Regions from separate parts of the Sus scrofa genome. Here region 1 is linked to region 2. A link is a contact called in public Hi-C data. All regions are on one chromosome and are shown on one strand. Each heading gives the region's core, a stretch centred on a gene start, on an enhancer-like site or on the middle of the called end of the contact. The rest is flanking DNA. Distances are from core to core; before and after follow the strand shown. Region 1 overlaps EFNA5 (ephrin-A5). Region 2 overlaps EFNA5 (ephrin-A5).

Region 1 (4,442 bases), core at 1,031-3,530, 170 kb before region 2:
GGTCACATCCCTTATGTAAACTGTCACATTCTTTTCATATTAATGGCATATTGAGGCTAATCTAAAGGGGGTTGGTATCAGTCAGAGTTTATTTATTGATTTCTTTTTTTTCTGCAAGGGAGGGGTCTTAGTATTGTTACAATATGAGGGAAAGACACTTAATGTCCAAAAAAGAGGTTTTGATTGTCGATGGACATTTCCTCATACTTATATGTTGCTTATTATCATTTAGCGACGTTTAAAGCCATGAGTACAAAACGTCAGAGTTCTTCCAAGAAACCCTTTTCCACCTGATCTTCCTGAAGAAAGGTTGACTATGTCTTAAATTCAAAAAGAAGGCCAGTTGACAGCTGTCATGCTTATCCCAGCACTTGAAATAAAGCAATAGTGAGCCTAAGATTTTGTTTGCCTTATAATTTTGCACACAGATGCATGTGAGTGTAAGTATAAATGTGCATTTTTGTGTTGAGGGTATAATAGAACAGCTAAAATCACCTCAAATCTTCCAAGGTTGCTGCTTTTGGAGTGGCAAAGAATAAAAATCCCTTACTTTGTTATTATGAAACCTTTCGCCTCCTGTGGACACAGGGCCAAACAGATTGTGAATGTCTTGACAACTCTATTCAAAGCAGAAGCTTATTCCCCAAACTGGTACCGATTGATTTTGCTCATTCTAAAATTGTTCTGCTCACCTTCTCTTATAAATAAAAATAGACCCATACACTCACTTTCAGACCTTTTGATAGGTAACGGTTGAACTCTCTAAACCACAGCATGGAAGCCCAAATAATCATGTTTTTCCCAGGGATAGACATCTGTAGTACAAGCTAAAAGAAGAGGTAAATAAAAACATTGTTGTATTATATATTGTCCACAAAGGATATTTTGGCAAAAACAGGTCTAACATTCAATAAATATTCATTGAGCAAATAAATAAAAGAATGACTACAAGCCCTCTTTTTACCTGGACAACCTTTTGGATGCATAAGGAACATGAAGAAATGAAGCCTAACCATTTCAGCAAAGACGATCAAATAAAGAACAAGCACTGAAATTTCCAGCTTTTGGAAATTCTTTTTAAATTCTCAAGTGAGAGCATTTGTCCTTGGGACTTGTATTCCATTGGTACTTCTTACCCCCTGATTTCATATGTAAACCAGAAAATGAAAACCAGACTAAACGGCCCAGAGGACATGAAGCATGTTTGTTTTGCCCATTATATTTCTCTGCTCACGCCTAGATGGCTTGCCTCCTCTCTCCCCTGTGTTTGAAGTTGAGAGCTGGGAACAGACACAAGATTGAGGTCCCAGGGAGAAGCCAAGTTCAGGCTGAACTGGTGAACTCACCGGGACTAAGGGCAGACACTGTAGCTGAAGATAACACAAGTATGACATTTGTGCCAGTAGGGGAGAGATCCACCCGGCCTTTACAAGCAGGTTTCTCTTTGGCTGTTGGAGCGGATGGAGCCTTACTGAACATCCTGGCCATTTTCCTTAAGTAAGCGTTCCCAGTTGATGACGGGAGGAATGTGCTTACACTTGAGCCCATGTTACATAGAATTTTCTGCCAAAGACGTTGAATGCTGTTTTGAGGGGAGTCATTGGAGGACAGTGGGCTGATTTTTACAAAACATCAAGCCCAACAGCGAAAGAAATGGAAAAAAATAAATAAATTACGTGAAAAGAAAGAGAATCGCAAACTGGGGGGAACATGAAAATATCTCTGTGTAATAGCATCATGTAAAAGTGAAACAATGAGAATGTGGAAGTTGATTTTAGTCTTATGTTTTGTTGGCATTTGGTTCTGCCCTTATATTTGAATGTGTTTTAATCCACTGTTGCAGTGTCATATACTTGGGATTTAAATAATTACTATTAAGAATGTCATAATAAACTCTTGCCTTGAAAAGGGTAGCCAGGATTTCCTCTAGTGATCAAGCACTGTATATGTGAGTGATTTAAGATTCTTTTATAGTGGAGTCTGTTTTGTATCCCCTCCCCCTCACTCCCAACTTTCTAAACTTGTCACAGGCAAAACAGCAGTCATGGTCATATTCATTCTTTTCAGCCAGTCTGGAATTTATCTGACTGCAGAGAACCGTGACTGGACAAAGATTTTGGCTTTGGGCAGTAACTGTCCTAGGACTGGACATTTTGCTCCCATTGTGTGCTTTATAAGGGACTCGCTCTGCCAGGGCTCTATGCCCCTTCAAAGCCTTATCCAAAGAGATCTTCGGGCTGCTTGGAGCCGGACCAGGAGGCGGAGTTCAGCGCAGCGGCCAGCAGGGGGTGCCCTTGCCAGATAAGAACAGGTTTCTGTGCCAGAACAACTCAAATCACGTTCTCTGCCAGTCTGTCCTTTTCAGTCAATTTGGCTCCATATCTGACCCCAGAAGCATTTTATTTTGCCCTCTCAGGTCCCAGCCCACACCTGTATACTGTGCTGTCCACATTGCTGTTTTCAATTTCTTTTTTGTCATTAACAGTAGGCTCCGCTTTGCCATAGCTGCTGTGTGGTCACCTTTCACTTAGAAATTGGAGAGTGGTTTTCTTTCCTGTCCCTGTATCTCAGGTCAAGTTGAAGGGCGCCGTCACCTGCAGGGAACAGGACCGCATGTGTTCATTGAACATTTTGCTGTTTTACATGACCTAGCCATAAAGCAATGTCTATGGGAAAGGAAAAACCTGTTTCGTAACGCAGTGCCCAGCTTTGTTTTCCCTCATCAGGGTGACAAGCCCTTTGGTTCCTGCCAGTGGGTATGCGGCGGGAAGATGGGGAGACTGGATCATGAAAATTCCATGGGCTGGTGATTGCTCATTCTTTAGCCTTGTAGCCGGGAGGATACCGTCTGGTTCCCAGGGTGGCTCAGTACAGTATTTAATTCAGAGGGCCCAAACCTATGTGATTAGCATTTTATTCTTGAAAGAAAAAAAAAAAAAAAAAAAGGACAACTCTTAGCAATTTTTAAGCAGCTTCAGCATAGTCTGGTGGGAGGGGGTGATGTGAGGAAGCGTTTTGTTCCTTGAAACTTGGATTCAGTGTACGTGTCGACTGGACTGTGCTGGGTAATGCTTTCTCCAGACAGTGAGCCATCTGAACAGGGAGGGTTCACCAGGCACACCCGGGGCTTGTTGCCACAATGTGGTGCTTGATGACTGAGAGCCTTTTCTTGAATGCCTGAACCTCTAGGTGCCTGTGCCCCCTGCCCGGTGTTGGATTACAAGCTGCCCCGACGCTGGAGCAAATCCCACTCTGGCCAGGCAGGCTGGAGAGCAGAAGTGCTGACGCTCCCCATGTCCTTTTGTGCAGGCCCTGCAGCCCTCCTCCTTGCTCGCTCACAGCTCCCCAGATCCTGTGATCCCGTGCTCCCGATTCTCGGATTCGTTCTCAGGCAGCTGCAAATACTGATGTGCTGTCTTCCTGCATTTAAAAAAAAAAAAAGAAAAAAAAAAGTCCTGTGCAACAAGTACCCCCCAGGGAAGAATGTGAAATCCTTCAGCTCACATCTTAGTTGGCTTTCAGACGTCTGTGTTCGTGGGTCTGGTTGGGTTTATTTTTACCAGAAACTAGTTATTTAACATCATCAGTTTTCTTTGTTTTCAGGCCCCTTGTAAAGTAACGGTGTGGCATTTCAGCTGTATTAAGGACGTAGAATGAAAGCTCTTTGCTATCTACCAGGTCTTACTATGCTCACATAAATGGATCTGTTTACGCAAGTCTGGTGCAAAATAGAGTTCTGAATTTAAAAAGTTTTTTTTTTTTTGAAGGAACTGAATTTATTTTTTCTCTTCTCCTCCTACTAGTAACAAGTCGCTTTCATCCCTGCCTTCCTCCCAACCCATGTGCATTTTAAAAGTCATCTTTAGTAGCTGCCCTTGCTAGAGCTTCATTGTCCATGAATTATGTTGTGAATCCATTTGGACACCGACCAGGAACTCGCAATAATTGCTCACATGCAAGTAAAAGCTTTCTCTGTGTATTAATTAGTTGATACAAGGGATTAAGATGATTATATGAAAGGCATTGCTGCTTCCATCTGAATAGCTAGACCAAGGTGGGTGCCAAGGCATCATTTGATCCCATTTGCTCAGCATGTTCCCTTGATAAAGGCACAGAATTCGAACAGTGAAGTTTCCTGAGGCAGCAGAATATGGGGACTATTTGGATTCACTGTTTCTGTTGATGTGAAATGTGGGATATTAATCAAGGCTAATTACATGCGTTGGGTTTGGAACAAACTGAAGGCCAGTTCAGGGCATGGTTCTCTACATAATTACTGACTTGAAGGTACCAGGGTAATTACTAGAAATTAGAGGCCCTTCCTTTATGAGTCCTGCTTCTCCAAATATGGAAACAGTTCTTTCCCCATTAGGAGGTAGCCCTCTGCTCTGAATTCGGTGTTACACAGATCCAAGCAGCTTTTAAGTAGGCCTTAGTTATGC
Region 2 (4,507 bases), core at 1,807-4,306:
TTTTGGAATATATGGACCTAAATATTTCTGGCTTATTCAGAAGCTAGATGCTCCTTTTATAGGTCCTAGTATAATGGGCAGTTACATTTGTTCGTTTCCTGGTTTATTGTCTCTCTCCCAATTAAACTGTAAGTTCTAGAAGTAGGAACCATCTTTTAATATACCACAGTGTCTCCAAAACCTGACATAGTGCTTGGTATAAAGCAGGCACACAAAAACATATTTTTGAAGGAATGAATGAAGTAAAAACTGAATAAGCCAGAAATATTCAGGATAGTTTTTGTCTTAGGAAAGATTATCTAAAGAGTTAGTTTGAATTTAAAATTTGATATGTGACTTATTAGAGTAACATTAAAACATTTTAAAAATTGTGAATTTTACCTATTCAAATTAGTTTATACATCTTACTATTCTATATATGAGTAAACTTAAAATATTTGGCTCTATTTACATACTTGGTTAATTAAATTCCTTTAACCATTAAAGATTTAATATACTCTCTTTCCTTTTTTAAGAACTTAAATTGACTATAAGACCCGCCCAAATACTTAAGCAATTCTTACCATCATCATAATTTAAACTTAATATGATGGGGTTTTAGTTCTCTTAAGTGTTTTAAAACTGCATGTCAACCTAAAATTTCACTTAGTTACAGGTCTAAATCAGTGTTGTTCCATTATATATTTTATTTTTTATTTTTATTTTTATTTTTGTCTTTTTGCCTTTCCTAGGGCTGCACCCATGGCATATGGAGGTTCCCAGGCTAGGGGTCTAATCAGAGCTGTTGCTGCCGGCCTATACCAGAGCCACAGCAATGCCAGATCCAAGCCGTGTCTGCAACCTACACCACAGCTCATGGCAATGCCAGATCCTTAACCCACTGATCGAGGCCAGGGATTGAACCTGCAACCTCATGGTTCCAAGTCGGGATTCGTTAACCACTGAGCCACGATGGTAACTCCCATTATATATTTTAAATTGGAATTAATATGTCTTACTGTTACTTTAAAACATTTCCACATTCTCAGGTGCTTTTTTAACACAAAAATTACTAGCTCTGTGGTCCTGATTCTCTTAAAAAATGTCTCTACTTAGTTTTTAAACTCAGCTTTGACTAAACCACAGTTATATCCCCTCAATACAACTTTGGGATTAAGTTACCTTTCCAGGTCTTCTTAATGACTAGAGGGTTTCAGCTGAGATGGCTTCACTCTCAGCTCTGATCATAATCACCAGAGTCATCACTTTCCTGTCCACCTGAAAGCAGCCTGTGGTCACCTGGATTCTTGGACCACCTTGCCTTTATTCTCCTGTTTACTGATCCCTACTCAGCCTGGTCACTTGATGAGATTTTGCATATCTTTGGCTCTAAAGATGCCCACATTTCTTTCATTTACTTCATATCTCTTAGACTACATACTCAAAAACATGAAAATAGTGGCTTCTTGAATTTTATATGTCTCTTTGGGCTTTGGTTATTAGGTCCCAATTTCCAACATCATGAAGCCAGCAGAGAGAGCAGAAGAACCTTCCATAAAAGGAGACTTTTTTTTTTTTTTCTAATCTTCCTTAACCACTCTCTCCATGTTTCTTTTTTATTCTAATCCTGAGTTTCAGTTTCTATTTGGTCAACAAATTACTTCATGGCTATACATATTTTTGTTACCTGTAGACTCGTTCTTCAAATCTTTATCAAACAAGTTCTGAACAAAGCAGTGGGCTCCCCAGAACTGAGACCCCAGCATGGCTCCTCCCCACAGGGAATTCATAATTCTGGTAGCTGAGATGCAGTAACAACCAGCTCTAAGACAAAATAGAACATGGGGTGTTTGCTACCAGTGAGACAGAAACAGATGAGTGTTAAGAACCCAGAAGATTTTTGTGTTGGAGAAGTGGAGAAGTATCTCATGTAGCCAGAAGGAACTGGGATTTTAAGAGGCAAAGGGAAGGTTATGTGAAAAAAGGGAGGCAAGGAGCTTCTAGGAGGAAATGTTGGGGCCAGTTATCAATGTAGGGAAAAGAACTGGAGAGATAAAGAAGGAAATCAAAGTTGGGGCGGATTATGAAACACCCTGGCTGCTGTTCTGTGGGGTGACGCCCTGCAGTGCACAGCCATTGACTTTCCTGGAAATGGTCCTGCTTAAAAGTAGAGACAACCAGAACAAACTGGAATTCAATCTCTATTGTTGGCTTTGATTATACTTACTTACTCCATCAACTTAAATTCTTCATCAAGGAAAGCAGTTTGTGAAACAAAATGTATAATCCTGGTACCTAAATATCTTCCCTCCTTGGTTGAACTTAATCTTCCCAAGAGAAATTAATTTGTTCAGAGTTCCGTTAGGGACCTGCTGTCTAAGCAAGTGCTGCTCCTGCCCAGATGCTTATCCTACCACCAAACATGGCAGACAGTGAGGGGAACACAGCCTACTGACTTAAGAAAAACAATCAGAGAAACAGCTGATCTGTGTAAACAGATATTCACCCAAATAAGATGCAAAAGAATGTTAAAGACAGGAGAAGAAGCCATTTACAGCAATATAGGATCCACAGACAGGTTGTGGGCATGGTGCCGTGTTCCCACCCACCTCTGGACCGGTTTAATTTAGGCCATTGCTGTAGCATAGTTAGTTCATGCAGCTATAAAGGCAGTTTCAGTGACCAGCCTGGTTACTTCTCTGTGGGGTTTATGTCCATGTTTGACAGTGTCCCTCTAATAAAACAGCCTGTTCACACTGTTAAAATGGGTTGACACAAAGAACTCACAGAATCTTAGAATGATTTCTCAAAAGGACCCTTCCTAATTCTCTAAACTCTCAGCCCAGCCTCAGTATACATCCTCAAATCCCCTCGACCCCAACCCCTGCACACACCAAACTATGGTAGAATCCAGCTTTTCTAATGTACGTTAGAAATGAAGGTCATACTTGTCCTCCTGGTTTTGCTTATGACTCATAAAGAACTTTTTATCGCAACTAACCAGAGCCGATCCCTCCTCCTGCCCCTATAAATCCACCCTTTGAACCAAAGACTGCTTGCTTAGGGAAATCACTGTGCAGAGGGAGCAGTGTGGGCAGAGCTGATGATGTCAATCTGTGGAACAGTGAAATGATATTCTGGATCTATAGGGATCTGTAACCAGAGTTTCCAAGTGCAGTATAAAAGTTCACAGCCCTTTAAAGTAGGTCACACTTCCAACATTTTTTCTAGGGGGAAGGCTCATAGGAACAGCAAAGCCTAAGTGGGTTGATCAGCTGACTGAAAGCCACAAAATAAGTCAGAATGAGTGAATGAAGGAGAAAGTTCAGATCACCATTGTACAGGCTCTCAGACCATTCAACCATGTGCCTTCCAAGGCCCTTCTACAAGAAAGATAAGGGTGACAGTGGTTATGAAAGGTTGAAAGAAATACTAATTTTGCTTCCAGGGGTTTCTTTGTCTGATATTAACTTGATGATTTATTAGTAATTCACTGCCATGCGACAGTAGTACTATATGATAATGACATTGTTTCTGTTAATACTGTACAAATGAGTCATGGGCATTTGTGGCTTTCATTGCTTACTAGTTAACAGTCACCCCAATGGCATATCACAGAGGTGACCCAAGGTGCCTGCGGTAAAGCAATAATATAAATAGTTCCTCTCTGAGATTCTAGGAATTCTGTGTATATCTGAGTTTGTTTTTGTTGTTTCTTTATTATGCGACTTCTAGCAGAAGTGTTTTTGTAAGTGAATCATTCTGCCTGCTTTCGTTTGTCAGGTTATACCTATTTGATAGAGCAGGTGAGATTTACCAAAATTACCACAGACAAGAAATATGGAATATCTCACCCTACTGGCCTGGGACAGTCACTTCAGTAATATGACCTCAGGCGAGACTAGGTCTCAAGAGAGTAGTTACAACACTGGCTTATAATAGGAAACTTGTTTCCTTCCCTAACTGTTCAAAGATGTTCAGTGGATTTTAAAAAACAGTAAAATATCCAACTAGGAACTTAACTAAATTTCCTCCTATTTAAGTTTTTGTTAACAGTTCAAATAATATCTAAGTGTCATCTTGCATTCTGTGTTTATGTGGACTGGATCTTGCCATTCATATGGAAAAAGAAGAAGATAAAGTTTAGATTCTGAATCTGAGATTTAAGCTGACTTAATTTTTTTGAGAATAGAAATACCTCTTATAGAGGATATTTTAAAAGCACTCTCTGAAATCCAGCTTATTTTTTGGTCATGCCTTCATGGATATCAAAGTACATGGGACATATAGCCTTCCTCAATAAGCAGGAGAAACTAGTTTGTTGTCACTGAGCTTTAAAAAGCAAGTAGAAGTTTGCTCACATTTCAAATAAATGGGTACAAAAACATGATAATGTCTTATTTGTTTATTCCTAGAAATTAGTGGAAAGAAACTTGTTCTCAGCCATTTATTTGAAGTTGATAAGAAAAAGTAATTGACCTACGGAGGCTTAGCTGCTGGAATTTAAGTAATACTTAAGTTAGCATTT

The links. Hi-C and Micro-C count contacts between places; a contact is called where the count stands out from the background.
Region 1: a contact with region 2 is called in a Hi-C map of retroperitoneal adipose tissue, with 1.7 times the contacts expected there. The contact joins two enhancer-like sites. A contact is called at or near these places in 3 of 47 Hi-C or Micro-C datasets (fibroblasts, heart right ventricle and retroperitoneal adipose tissue) and 2 of 2 datasets of contacts at active chromatin or transcription factors (alveolar macrophages and skeletal muscle).

The regions. Positions count from the first base shown.
Region 1 is chr2:112,720,074-112,724,515 of Sscrofa11.1, reverse strand. All of the region lies in intron 1 of EFNA5 (ephrin-A5), which reads left to right. Among named protein-coding and RNA genes, the nearest start is that of EFNA5, 99 kb to the left of the region's middle. Within about 2 kb of position 2,280, at least 30 of the 83 cell types and tissues checked have an H3K27ac peak or open chromatin away from gene starts, as enhancers often do. A contact at or near this core is called in retroperitoneal adipose tissue, where this site is marked.
Region 2 is chr2:112,550,725-112,555,231 of Sscrofa11.1, reverse strand. All of the region lies in intron 2 of EFNA5 (ephrin-A5), which reads left to right. Among named protein-coding and RNA genes, the nearest start is that of EFNA5, 270 kb to the left of the region's middle. Within about 2 kb of position 3,056, at least 21 of the 83 cell types and tissues checked have an H3K27ac peak or open chromatin away from gene starts, as enhancers often do. A contact at or near this core is called in retroperitoneal adipose tissue, where this site is marked.